Linked DNA regions of Sus scrofa: region 2 is linked to region 1. Evidence: chromatin contacts called from public Hi-C data. All regions are on one chromosome and are shown on one strand. The core of a region is the stretch at or near the end of the contact, and the rest is flanking DNA. Distances in the headings are between cores, read along the strand shown. Region 1 holds the start of UBB (ubiquitin B). Region 2 holds the start of ALDH3A2 (fatty aldehyde dehydrogenase).

Region 1 (6,141 bases), core at 2,791-5,290:
ACCTTTTTCTAGTTTTTCTCACTGTCTTCAAGTGTTCCAGGCCACTTCCTCTCTCTGCCATTCTGTTGAACTGCTGCATTATCATGACTTAGCTGCTCCCCTTTGATGGACGATTAGGTCATTCCCAATTTTATTATTACAATGGCATTGTAAGCACTAGGCAGTTATTTTGTTCTAAGCACTTCACTTGTAATCCCCGTAACTACTCTGAGATGGGTGTAAATCACTTCAGGGATCGTTCTGGAAAGTAAGAGATCCCAAGAGAATTAGAGCAACAGCCGAAACCTTTTTTCCTCAAGGGATTCACAAGACTGCAGACCTGGAAAGCCTGCCAACTCATAGTGATTTGGCACAAAGGACATACAATGGTGCAAGTCCTCTTGCCCAAACCACTAGTCTTCACTTAGCTATTCAGTGGGACTGCCTTTATTTTTTAGGTTTATTAAGTGTAAAGCATAGGAAAGAACTTTTAACCCTCAAAACCCATCTTTACTAGCAAAAGGCCTAATCAGCTAGTTAAGCGTAGCAGAAAGGCTGTCCTATAAGCACTAGTTTGAGGACATCCTCAAGGGAAAGGGACCTAGTAAAACTTCATCAATTTTCTGAGTCAGAGCTGTCATTGGAGTCCAGTCCTTGGTTTGCCCCTAACAGAAACTAGGCCTTAAAACAAAAACAGAAGCAAGGACACACACACAAAGCCTTTTGGGACTGGCAGGACATAACCTTCCAATCTCACAATAAATCTGTGTTCCCTTAATTCTAAGAAAGGCTTTTTTTGGGGGGGGGGTGGGACCACAACTGCAGCATATGGAAGTTCTCAGGATTCTTTCAACTGTGAGCCACAATGAGAACTAAGTTGAGGCTTTTGAAAAGCTTCATGTCTCATTACCATCTTCCTTTCCCTTTTTTTTTTTTGGCCATTGAAGGCATAAGGAGTTCCCAGGCCAGGGATCAGATCCAAGCTGCTGTTTCGACCTAAGCTGCAGCTGCAGCAATGTTTAATCCTTAACCCAATGTGCCTGGCTGGAGATCCAGCCTGAGTTCCAGTGCGCCCAAAAGGCTGAGGATCCAGTTCCACCACAGTGGGAACTCACTCCATTGTTAACCAAAAGTTTGATATAAACTCCATTGTTACTGATAAGTTTGATAGAAGCAGCTTTTCCTGCTTTCTCGCCCTTTCCTTCTACCACTCCAAGAAGTTGAAGCATTAATTCACTAAGCCTAAAACAAAGCCCTGTCTCCAGAGTCTAACTTGAGGAAAAGTAAGTATTCCTATTTTTACATACACACATTTTTTTGGCTGCACCCACAGCATATGAAAGTTCCTGGGCCAAAGACTGAACCCACAACTGTGTTGAGCTGCTGCAAGGACACCACCAGCTCCTTAAACCCACTGCACAGGGAAAACCCCTTAATTGTTCCAACATCTTATGTTCAGGTAATCAAATGGATTTCTAGAACAAAAATTTAAGAAGCTAATGCTAGGGCAACAGTTCCTAAAATTATGGACTAAGCTTTTCTCAGGTACACCTATAATAACAGAAGTTGTTTCCAGATGTGGGGCATGCCTTTCTACACCTCTGGGTGATTCTTACCACTAATGTTGCACTTGTGGTTACAACAGCTCTAGTACCAGAATAGCTACTTCCCTAGCATAAAGTTGAGAAAACCAGGTGGGCTTCCAACTTCCTCCTCTGCTTTGCAAGCCTCTCCTCTCTCCCAGTTTTGTCTCAAGTTGAGAACCACCACTGATTTCCATTACAGAGAAGTGACTGAAGGAGAAAAAGGTTGAGAATAAAGCCTTGTAGAGTACCTTGTGCCCAGAGGTTCTTACTCCCTTAGTTTTATTCATATTGGAAATACAGTGTCTAGCACTTAGTGGCATGGGAAAACAAAAAAAGCTCGTGTAGGACTTAGATTTTTCTTACAATGAGGTAAACCTGTTATTAGGAGCCATCTTAATTGGCTAACACCAAAATCAGCAAACTGCCTCAGATAGGATACCCTTCCTAGCCTGTTAACTAGGGCTCCACTTGATTCTCCTATCAGTTCATATAAGCAAGGTTCTATTTCATTTCCTACCATTCAACACTTAACTGTAATGCCCTAAAGAGGAAACAAAAAGCTAACAGCCAAATAATCATCTTAAGACTTGAAAACAATTGAGAAGCCTTAACCAAAAATACTCTAGAAGTCTTAATTAGGTTACTATTTGAGAAACAGGCAAGTATGCTTTCCCTCAATATGCCTTCATACTCCAAAAATTTTAAATGGCTCACACTTGGAAATAGCTTTAATTACAGTAGAATCTTACCTGACTTGTAAAAAACCCTGGACAAAGGACACAGTTCGTACGCAGTGTTTAACCAAAGTCAAATGACTTAATTATGGTCACATGGACAATCTCAAAGTTGTTAGGAGCCTCTACCACTACATAATTTCCGAACAGACAACAAATACACTACCATGCAACAAAACCTTTATTAACATTTTGGACAGGTTCAGCTATTACTGAAACTGGTAATTTCTAAACTTAAATTGGGGCAAATGGCTAGAGTGCAGAGTAATGCCATCAGTGGGCATTATGAATGCAAGACTGGAGAATTAGCAGCCACCCCTCAGACGGAGGACCAGATGGAGAGTGGACTCTTTCTGGATGTTGTAATCAGAAAGAGTGCGGCCATCTTCCAGCTGCTTGCCTGCAAAGATGAGCCTCTGCTGGTCAGGGGGAATGCCTTCCTTATCCTGGATCTTGGCCTTCACATTCTCGATGGTGTCACTGGGCTCCACCTCCAGGGTGATGGTCTTGCCGGTCAAGGTCTTCACGAAGATCTGCATACCACCCCTCAGACGCAGAACCAGATGGAGAGTGGACTCTTTCTGGATGTTGTAATCAGAAAGAGTGCGGCCATCTTCCAGCTGCTTGCCTGCAAAGATGAGCCTCTGCTGGTCGGGGGGAATGCCTTCCTTATCCTGGATCTTGGCCTTCACATTCTCGATGGTGTCACTGGGCTCCACCTCCAGGGTGATGGTCTTGCCGGTCAAGGTCTTCACGAAGATCTGCATACCACCCCTCAGACGCAGAACCAGATGGAGGGTGGACTCTTTCTGGATGTTGTAATCAGAAAGAGTGCGGCCATCCTCCAGCTGCTTGCCTGCAAAGATGAGCCTCTGCTGGTCGGGGGGAATGCCCTCCTTATCCTGGATCTTGGCCTTCACATTCTCGATGGTGTCACTGGGCTCCACCTCCAGGGTGATGGTCTTGCCGGTCAGGGTCTTCACGAAGATCTGCATTTTGACCTATAGAGTTCAAGAAAACGTACTGTATCACCTCACGATGTTTCACTATTCGTATCTAACCAGTTCTTTGGAACGACCTATTACTCCAAAATGCCTTGAAGAGATTAAGGTCCCTCACAAACCTCCCCCGATTTTGACTAGACTACGCGAGAATGAAGCCACCGAACACACGATTCCTTAGTCAAGATGTCAATCAAAGCAGGGTGGAGAATAATCGCAACTGCTTGCCCAGACCAGGATCCAAATCTTTCTCAACTGCTCCAGATACTTCGTTAGGTTCGCCGCCGCCAGCCCCCAACGTCCCCCTAACCTAATGACGGTAGCATTGAAATTCCCGTTGGGAGGTGGGTGCGACACCCTCTCCACGTCAGGATTCGGAACAAGGTTTCCAGAAGCCCGGCTATACTACCTCTTTCCCACCTTCCCCCCTGGGGCAGACACGATGGAATCTCCCTCGCTTAAGTGTCCGTTGACCTCTGCGGGCGCCCGCGCCAAGCGCCCCCGCGCCCCACACGTAAACAAGGCCCGCTCTTCCGCAAAGGCCGGCGCCGCGTCAGCGCGCCTCCCCTCCCCCACCCCGCCCCGCCTGAGACCCGCCGGGTCGCCCGCCCCGGGAACCCCTCTCCACTGCTCCCCACGCTCACGGGCGAAGGCTCAGTACCTGTGAGTGAAGGCACAGACGCTGTGAAGCCAATCACACCGAATCACCTCGACCGCAACAGCGAAACCGCCAACAATGCCAGTCGCTTCTGAACGCTGCGGCTCGGCGGGGCCGAAATTTATGCAACGTCTGTTGCGTCACTCATCACGCTTGCGTAGGCGCCGTATCCGTGCGCTGCTGAAAGTAGTTCCCTCGGCCTCACCTCCGCGACGCAGCGAGGCCCCTCAGCGGAGCCCTGAATTCCTCAAACCGGAAGAAAGGATCCTAAAAAATTCAGCTCTCCTCTCTTCCAGGTTGTTCTGCTCCTCCTTTAGGAAAAGGTAGGGAAATGATCAGGCGGATGAATTCGAGTTAAGGGGATCTTCCTCGAAAGCTCTGGAAACTTCCTTGCTGCGCCGGTGCTGATTGGTGAGGCGTGGGAGGCGAGGCCGGCGCTGATTGGTGGCTCGGCTGTTGCTGGGCTCCCTCCGGGGTGGTTCAGCGCCGACGTTGCTAAGTAACTGAGTGCGCGTGCGCGGCAGAGGCGCGCCTTCGCCGGAGACGCGTACTTCCGGCGGGAGGGGGAGGAGGGGTGCTTTGCTCCCGCCACGGAGGCCCGGACCCCTCCAATATTGTTTTCGGCGAGGAGACCGCCGGCTCTGCGGCGACTTATCGAGAAAGCCACCCGGCCCGGTCAAGAGAGGTCCACGACCTGGGCGGTGATGTCTGCCCTAAAACACAAGCCTCCGCATCACACAGGCTGGTTTTTAGTTGTCTGTAGAGCAGCGTTGTTGCGCTTTAGTCACGCTTTACTGTTAGGATGCTCCGGCCTTGTCTGGGACGACGAAATCTAGACATCGTTGATGGGACACGCTGCCGGGCCCGGGGTCTGCCCGCACCGCGGAGGACCCCCCTCCCCACGTCCCTTCCGCGGAGGGTCTCCCCTCCCCCACGTCCCTTCCGCGGAGGGCCTCCCCTCCCCCACGTCCCTTCCGCGGAGGGTCTCCCTTCCCCCACCGCGGAGTCCCCGGTTCTCCCATCCCCCCAACTCGCGGGCCCTGGCCCGCTCCCCGCGCCAGGTGACCCTGTGGCTCCGGCCAAACCCGCACATCCCCTCCCTCGCTGCTGTTCAGCCTGGTAGGGAGAGAAATATGTGGATTAGGGGCCTGAAAACCCACTTGAAGAGGCAGCATTCGGGTACAAGAAATAACCAGTCTCTTTAGCGTTCCGTTACTGTGTTGGTTGTGCAAGCGACGTTAAAGGGGCGTGTTTCCCTGCGCCCCGGGTGTGGCCGCCGGTCGGCAAGGAAGGTGAGTAAGGCAGGCGTGTTTGGACCGTGAGCCCTGCAGCCCCGCGTCTGAGTCATGCAGGTGGGGTGTAAATAAACATGCCCATGGCTGTTTGTCACGTGACATCCGCCTTCCTAAGAGGTGGTCTGAAGATGTGCTCAGTAGTACGAACTAGCTAGACACCACTGCAGAAGGTCGTTAGTCAGGAAAGGACAGCATTCTTTTTTAATGACTCTACCCAGTCTCCGATGTCAGGACAAATACTGAAGAGTGCTGCCTGGGAATGTTTATTTTTTTGGGAGCTGCTGGCTCTTGGCAATCACAAAGAGAAACTATGCCCCCCAGTTCCAATCAGCGTCTCTGTTCACGTTGCTGCTGTGGTCACTGTTAACAGATTTAATAAGTTCCTCCTAACACAGCAGCTCGCCGACAGTGGGGAGGTTGGGCTCGGAAGGCTCACCGTTGCTCAGACAATGACAAGGATTGAGAGAGTTCAAATTTCTAAGCGTGTCCTTTAGAGACTGTGACATCGGATGTACTGTATGGCAGGTATGTTAGTTTCTGCCTAGACAGCTCTTAAGTTAAATTTATTACAACTTGAATGATAGGAGATAGAAATAAACAGTTGCTTTAAGATAATTTGGATTGGGAGGTAGTTAAAATGTTTGTTGTAAAAAAAAAAAGAAAAAAGAAAAAAGGCGTTCCCATCGTGGCTCAGGGGAAAGGAATCTGACTAGCATCTATGAGGATGTGGGTTGGATCCCTGGCCTCACTTGGTGAATTAAGGATCCTCCGTTGCCTTGAGCTGTGGTGTAGGCTGGCAGCTGCAGCTCTGATTTGACCCCTAGCCTGGGAACCTACATATGCCGCAGGTGCGGCACCCCCCCAAAAAAAAGACAAAAAAAATATTTA
Region 2 (5,994 bases), core at 2,382-4,881, 780 kb after region 1:
TGCTCAGGCCGGCTCGCTGTCTCCCCACCCTTCTGAGCTGCCCTTGGGCTGTGAGCCCCAAGGACGTCGGCAGCCGTGACGCTCGCCCAGGACGCCTCCCGGCAGCAGCTCCGCCGGGCATCACAGCCCCTCCTCGGAGGCGCCGGGGCCACCGCAGATCGCGTCCTGCCCCGGCTTCGGGTCACTGACTCCGGGGGAGGGTCCACGCTCAGTCCAGGGGGACATTTTCCTTCTGTAGTTCTCGGGCCACCAACACACCCGCTTAGACACGGACGTGCTCGGTGAGGACTGCGCCTCGGCAGGTCCCTCGGTCGGTGAGGGCACCTGAAGCCCTGTCGGCGCAAACAGGGTCGGCGTGAAACGCCAGATGGCGGGGGGTGGGGGTGGGGTCTGCCCACGCTGTCATGGGCCTAAACAAACCTTCCCCCCCAGTAGCTGAGCCATCCTTCAGTTTGTCTTGGAACCAAACTCCTCCTGTTAAGCCAAGCGCGCGAGTCTTACCCCGGAGGCCTGGCCGCCAGGACAGGTGCCGGCGGGAAGGGCACTGCAGGTTCAGCCTGCCAGGCGGATGCGCCCAAGAGACGTGAGCTGCTCTCACCTGGTCTAAATACTGGGGGAGGAGCTTCGCCAAGATCTTGGCTGTATTTTCGCTGATTTCGGAAGGTTTGATAATCACCGCGTTTCCTAGAGAGCACAAAGTGGGCAGCGCTGTCGCGGACTCGGGGAGCTGACCAGGCGCCCAGATGGTGCCCGCGGAGAGGGCACAGGCCAAGCCCTCCAGTGGCCCGGGCTCTGCACCCTGCCCCGCCTCCTCAGTTCCCACCATCAGGCCTGGCCACATCAGCCTGTCTCCTCCCACCCTCTCCCACCCTCCGACTTTCCTGCTTGCCCTGTCATTGTGCCCTGTCATCTTGTTGTGCAAACAAGATAAGAACTTCATCTCCCAGCATGTGCTCCACGCCCAAGCTACCATGACTCCCGCAGCCCGTATGTGACTAAAGAAACGGGTCAGACCCCAAAGCCAGAGGTGGCAGCTGAAACCGCAGGAGACCACAGGTGCCTGACTCCAAAGCTGGGCCTGCCGGGTCACGCCTGCCTTTGCACCCTGGCAGGTCCATTCCCCGAGGCTTCACAAAACAGTCACCCTACACATGTTTGGAGCCCACTGCACAGGTAATGGACACAGTTACAAATTCTCAATGCACTGCCGCAGTAAACCAGGGCAAAGCCCCCAGGCGAAAGTACTCAACTAGACACACTCCTTAATTTACAACCAATCAGAGACTAAGCCCCTGGAGGAAGGTGTGCAGCCGGGGGCAGCCGTCAGACCTGCAGCGATGGCTCCTATCAGAGGCTGGATGGAGAGAACCAAGGGGTAGTTCCACGCGCCAATGATCAGCATGACACCCAGGGGCTCTGGCTGGACATACGCCTCGTCAAGCATGGTTAGCAGGTTCTTCTCCGCTGGCCGAGCTGCAGCCCATTCGGGAAGCTTCTCCAGCGCCAGATCAATTTCCCCAAGAATCGTAAGGACTTCTTGACTGTAGGCATTGAGTTTGCTCTGTTAGGAGAGGATCACAATTAACCCTCCTGAGCCCGCAGTGTCAGAAGCTCGGGGCTGGGCACGCCCACAGAGGCAGCTGGAAGGTCGGACTAGCTGCCAGCCACGCAGAGCCTTCTGCCCCTCCCAGCCCGCGAGGAGGACTTGCCAACTCCCTTTCTAATATCTTCAATCCCTCTAAATCCTTCTTTACTGATCCAGACCATTGGAAGTCAGATTTAAACATTAACACTCTCGGAGTTCCCATCGTGGCGCAGTGGTTAACGAATCCGACTAGGAACCATGAGGTTGCGGGTTTGGTCCCTGGCCTTGCTCAGCGGGTTAAGGATCCGGTGTTGCCAGGAGCTGTGGTGTAGGTCGCAGATGTGGCTGTGGTGTAGGCCGGCAGCTACAGGTCTGATTCGACCCCTAGCCTGGGAACCTCCGTAGGCCACAGGAGCGGCCCTAGAAAAGGCAAAAAGACAAAAAAAAAAAACAAAAACAAAAAAAACCACTCTGGAGAAGACGTCCCTAATTAAGAGTGTGCCTTGATCACACTTTATAAATGACAGCGACGCCACGCTGAACTGTTTCTTAATATTTCACTGGCTTTACGACTGCATATTTGTGTACATTTTGTTTCCCAACCGAATTTAAAACCCTGAAGAGCAAAGAGTTTAGTATATTCTTTTTTTTTTTTTTTTTTAGGGCCGCACCCGCAGCATATGGGGGTTCCCAGGCTACAGGTCCAGTCGGAGCTGTAGCTGCCGGCCTGTGTCACAGCCACAGCCATGCCAGATCGGAGCTGCATTTGCAAGCTGCACCACAGGTCAAGGCAACGCCGGATGCCTAACCCACTGAGGGAGGCCAGGGATGAAACCCGAAACCTCATGGTCCCTAGTCGGATTCTTTTCCACTGAGCCACAACGGGAACTCCCCTTTATACTTCTTTAGCAATCCTGCATATTTACACACACACACACTCACAAATGCTTTTAAAGTGAACGATTCAGACTTTGGAATCGTACTTAATCCACCTTGATTAACAGGCGTCCCAGGCCCTCTGCCCCAAAAGTACTCTAAAGGAAATTTTATAGTCGCTGTTGTCACAACTGATGTTACCACCTACCAGGTAATCTTTGGGAGTAAGTGAGAACCGTTTCTCACAAAGAACAGCGTGAGAACGGAGCTCACAAAGCCAGAGCAAGGCCCTGTTACCCCTAGAATGAAAATAAAAAGTAAAAACAAAATGCTAACGAGATTATTATGAAACACAGGGAAAGTGTGTGTATCCCAAAGGCCACCCAAAGCCGTGTTGCTCAAAGCATGGTTCCCAAACAGGCAGCACCGTCTCATCTGGGACCTTGTTAGAAACTCTGACCCGCCTCCCAGACCAACCGAAGCGTCATTTGCATTTTAACAAGGTCCCCAGGTGACTCGCCGGGGGGGCGAGGGTCTGAAACACTAAGTCATGGAGGAAAAATCTGAGTACGACAAGCAAAAACCCCGTGTCTACATAAAAACCACAAAGTTAAAAGACAAGAAAAGCCTCGGAATCAGAGGTCTGAAAGAAACGAAGCTGACACAGGATGTTCGGGGGGAACGACCGCAAACACGGAGGGGAAAGGGCAGGAACGTGTAGGGCAGCGCAGAAGGGGGGCCGCGGGAAGCCACGGCCCGGCGGGGCGCACCTTGCTCAGATCCGCGGCGATGGCCGCCAGCAGGTCCTCCTCGCGCTCCTGCACCATCCTGCGCAGGGCCTGGAGCTGCTGCAGCCGGAAGGCCAGAGGGCGCGATCGGCCCGTCTGGAACGCGGCGCGCAATCGCTGGACTTCGCGCTCCATGGCCGGTCCTGCAGGGACAGGGCGATCGGGCGCCGTGGCGGGCCGCCCGGACACCGGGAGGCCGGCGGCGCCTCCCCCATCTCCCGGCTTCCCACCCTGCCTTCCGGACCCCCGCCATCCCGGCCCCTGCCACCCCGGCCGCACCTCGGTCCCGAGCGCGCTCGCTCCGCCGCCACCAACTGCTCGACCCGCGCCCCGCAGGCCGGGTTCGACACCGAGGCGTGCGCCTATTGGCTGGCGCGGCCCACGTGACCGCCGCAGGCCGGACGCCGCGCGCAGCTCCGCCCCCAGGACTCGGACGGCGGGGGCGGCGGGTGGGGTTGGGATGCGGGCTGCGGGGTAGCGTGGCCCCGGGGGCGAGGGGCATGGGCAGGCGCGGGGCCCACCGGCTTCGAAGCCTGCGGGGCTGCCCTTGGGCCGCCCGACAGCCCCTCCTCCGCCGGAGCCGCCTGGACCCCGCTGCGGACGTCTGCAGGATCCCGCCCAGGTGAGTGCTCGCCCCAGCCGCCCGGAGCCCTCCTTAAAGGGTCCCGCAGGCCCCTTCCGTGGGCGCAGCTCCTCCAGGAAGGGGCTGCTTCTCGGACCCTGTCGTGCTGCCCCCCTGCCACATCCGCGCAGCTCCGGTCGCTCTCTGCGCTTCACCTGTGCGGGTTGGAGGACCCTTTCTGGCCTGTACCGGGGCTGCCGTGCACTTCGTCTGCCCGTGGTCTGTTTGTCGTGCCCTGTGCATCTGCTTTACTCTCTCCGGGAACGAATGCGGTGTCCAGACGGGTAGGAGGGCCCCTGCCTGGGACGCCAGGGCTGGTGCTCCTTCAGAGCTGGGGCTCCCTTCCCAGACGCCGGCGTCTTGCTGACTCGCTGCGTGCTCGCTCCTGTGCTTCTCTTGAAACCTTCAAGGAATGTATCCCGTCGTGGTTGGGGCATATTCTTTGTCCGGAAGAGATAAAACTGCTGGAAACCGTGCTTCTCCAGAGCGCTTCCCTCCGTGGGGGAGACGGGGCCCCTGGGTGTAGTCCTGGGTTTGGCCAGGAAAAAACTCTTCTGGCCTTACTATCCGCTGTTCTTTGGTTCCTCTTCTCAGCGCAGTCGCCCAGCTGGTCATTTCCATTCGCTGGAGACACCGGCTGGAGCGCCAACACCTGTGCGCTTCGCGTTTCCATTTCTCTCCCTGGGTTTTTCTGTGCTCGACCTTCCTCCTCTCACAGACGTTAAGTGTTCAGTGCCCTGCGGTCCAGTCCTTGGGCCTCTTCTCTTTCCACAGTCAGAACCTTATCTATTCCCATGGGTGGCAGTCAGAGAGGGTTTCACAACCCATCTCCACTCCCGCCCCCGCCCTCCCCCCTTTTTTTTGCTTTTTAGGGCCACACCTGCAGGATATGGAACAACCCCGGCCAGGGCTCGAATCGGAGCTACAGCTGTGGGCCTGCATCACAGCCACAACAACGCAGGATCCTTAACCCACGGGATCAAACCTGCAACCTCATGGTTCCTAGTCGGATTCGTTTCCGCTGTGCCAGGAAGGGAGCTCCCCAGTCCCACCCTTGGAGCTCCAGCAGCTGTGCTCAGCCACGTGCCACTCATCCTGAAAGTTGTCATGGGCATCTTTGAACGTGGGGTGTATCCGTATCCACCAAACATATTCGCACACCTCCCCCAGTGTTGCTAGGCTCGGTAAACGGTGCCAGGCTTTATCCCGTTTACTAAGGCCGCCCTCCTTGGAATCATGCTGGATGCTTCTCTGTGGCCCTAGCTTTGAAAACGTATGGCATCGAAGCCCTTGTGCCCTAGTGGAAGCCATCATCCTTTTCACCTGCAGGTTGTATGGCATCCTGCTGGGTTCCTTGCTTCTCCTGCTCCGTCTTGCACAGGCCCGTTTGCAGTCTGTCCTGCAGACCCCAGAGGGTGTGAACAGCTCTCCCCAGGGGGCAGGAGGAGCAGGAGTCAGAAGGCAGCAGAGGACAGCAGCTCTCCCCACGTGCACCCACGTGGCCTGTAGTGAAGTGAAGCTCAGTCGGTTCCTGACTCCAGCAGCCCTTTCCTCGGTCCAGGGCCCCTCTGTCCTGAGTACAGGATGCCAGCCAGGGCATCTCCGGGGGGGGGGGGGGCACAGGCACTGGCTTGTGTTTTAGCTGCCGTGAGTCTAGGATGTCACCCGTTCTTGCTTTTGCCGTCTTACTCTTCAGATGCTCTCTGGCTGCAGTAATGAATGCGGTTTCTCTTTCCAGGGCTGGACCCTGACACGCTCTGCCACGGCCTGGCCTCCCCTTGGCTGTGATCCTTTCTCAAGGCCCTTGATCTTGTCACGTCCCTGCTCAGGGCTTTCCAGTGGCTTCCTGTGACATTTAGAATAACTGGGTGCTTTTCGGACCGTCTCAGCTGTTGGGTTCAAGTCTCTGGCAGACGTGTGAGAGGCGCGAGCCGCTCAGGTGTGCTCTGGTCATTTTCCTGGTAAAGCGTAACCTTTTCTTGTTAAGTTCATCCTTCACAGTTTCCATCCCTTTTGTTTCCTTTGTGGGCGTGGCCCTCTCTTTCCTTCCAGATTCTGAAGGGCTGTTGTTTGTCTGTTGAGAGGTGTTAAAAGTCGGCGCGTGAGGTTTTTTTTTATGTTGA

The links. Hi-C and Micro-C count contacts between places; a contact is called where the count stands out from the background.
Region 2: a contact with region 1 is called in a Hi-C map of liver, with 6 times the contacts expected there. The contact joins the promoter of ALDH3A2 here to the promoter of UBB in region 1. A contact is called at or near these places in 1 of 5 promoter capture datasets (liver) and 1 of 47 Hi-C or Micro-C datasets (liver).

The regions. Positions count from the first base shown.
Region 1 is chr12:59,168,801-59,174,941 of Sscrofa11.1, forward strand. UBB (ubiquitin B) reads right to left here and starts at 4,041. Exons shown (of 2, transcript NM_001105309.1): 1 at 3,962-4,041; 2 at 2,489-3,300. The coding sequence starts at 3,294. The coding sequence ends at 2,605. The region is part of intron 2 of LOC102164714 (a long non-coding RNA gene); the gene reads left to right.
Region 2 is chr12:59,950,046-59,956,039 of Sscrofa11.1, forward strand. It overlaps ALDH3A2 (fatty aldehyde dehydrogenase), which reads right to left and starts at 3,632. Exons shown (of 11, transcript XR_002337385.1): 1 at 3,529-3,632; 2 at 3,232-3,392; 3 at 1,330-1,561; 4 at 599-684. LOC110256118 (a long non-coding RNA gene) reads left to right here and starts at 3,747. Exons shown (of 3, transcript XR_002337387.1): 1 at 3,747-3,871.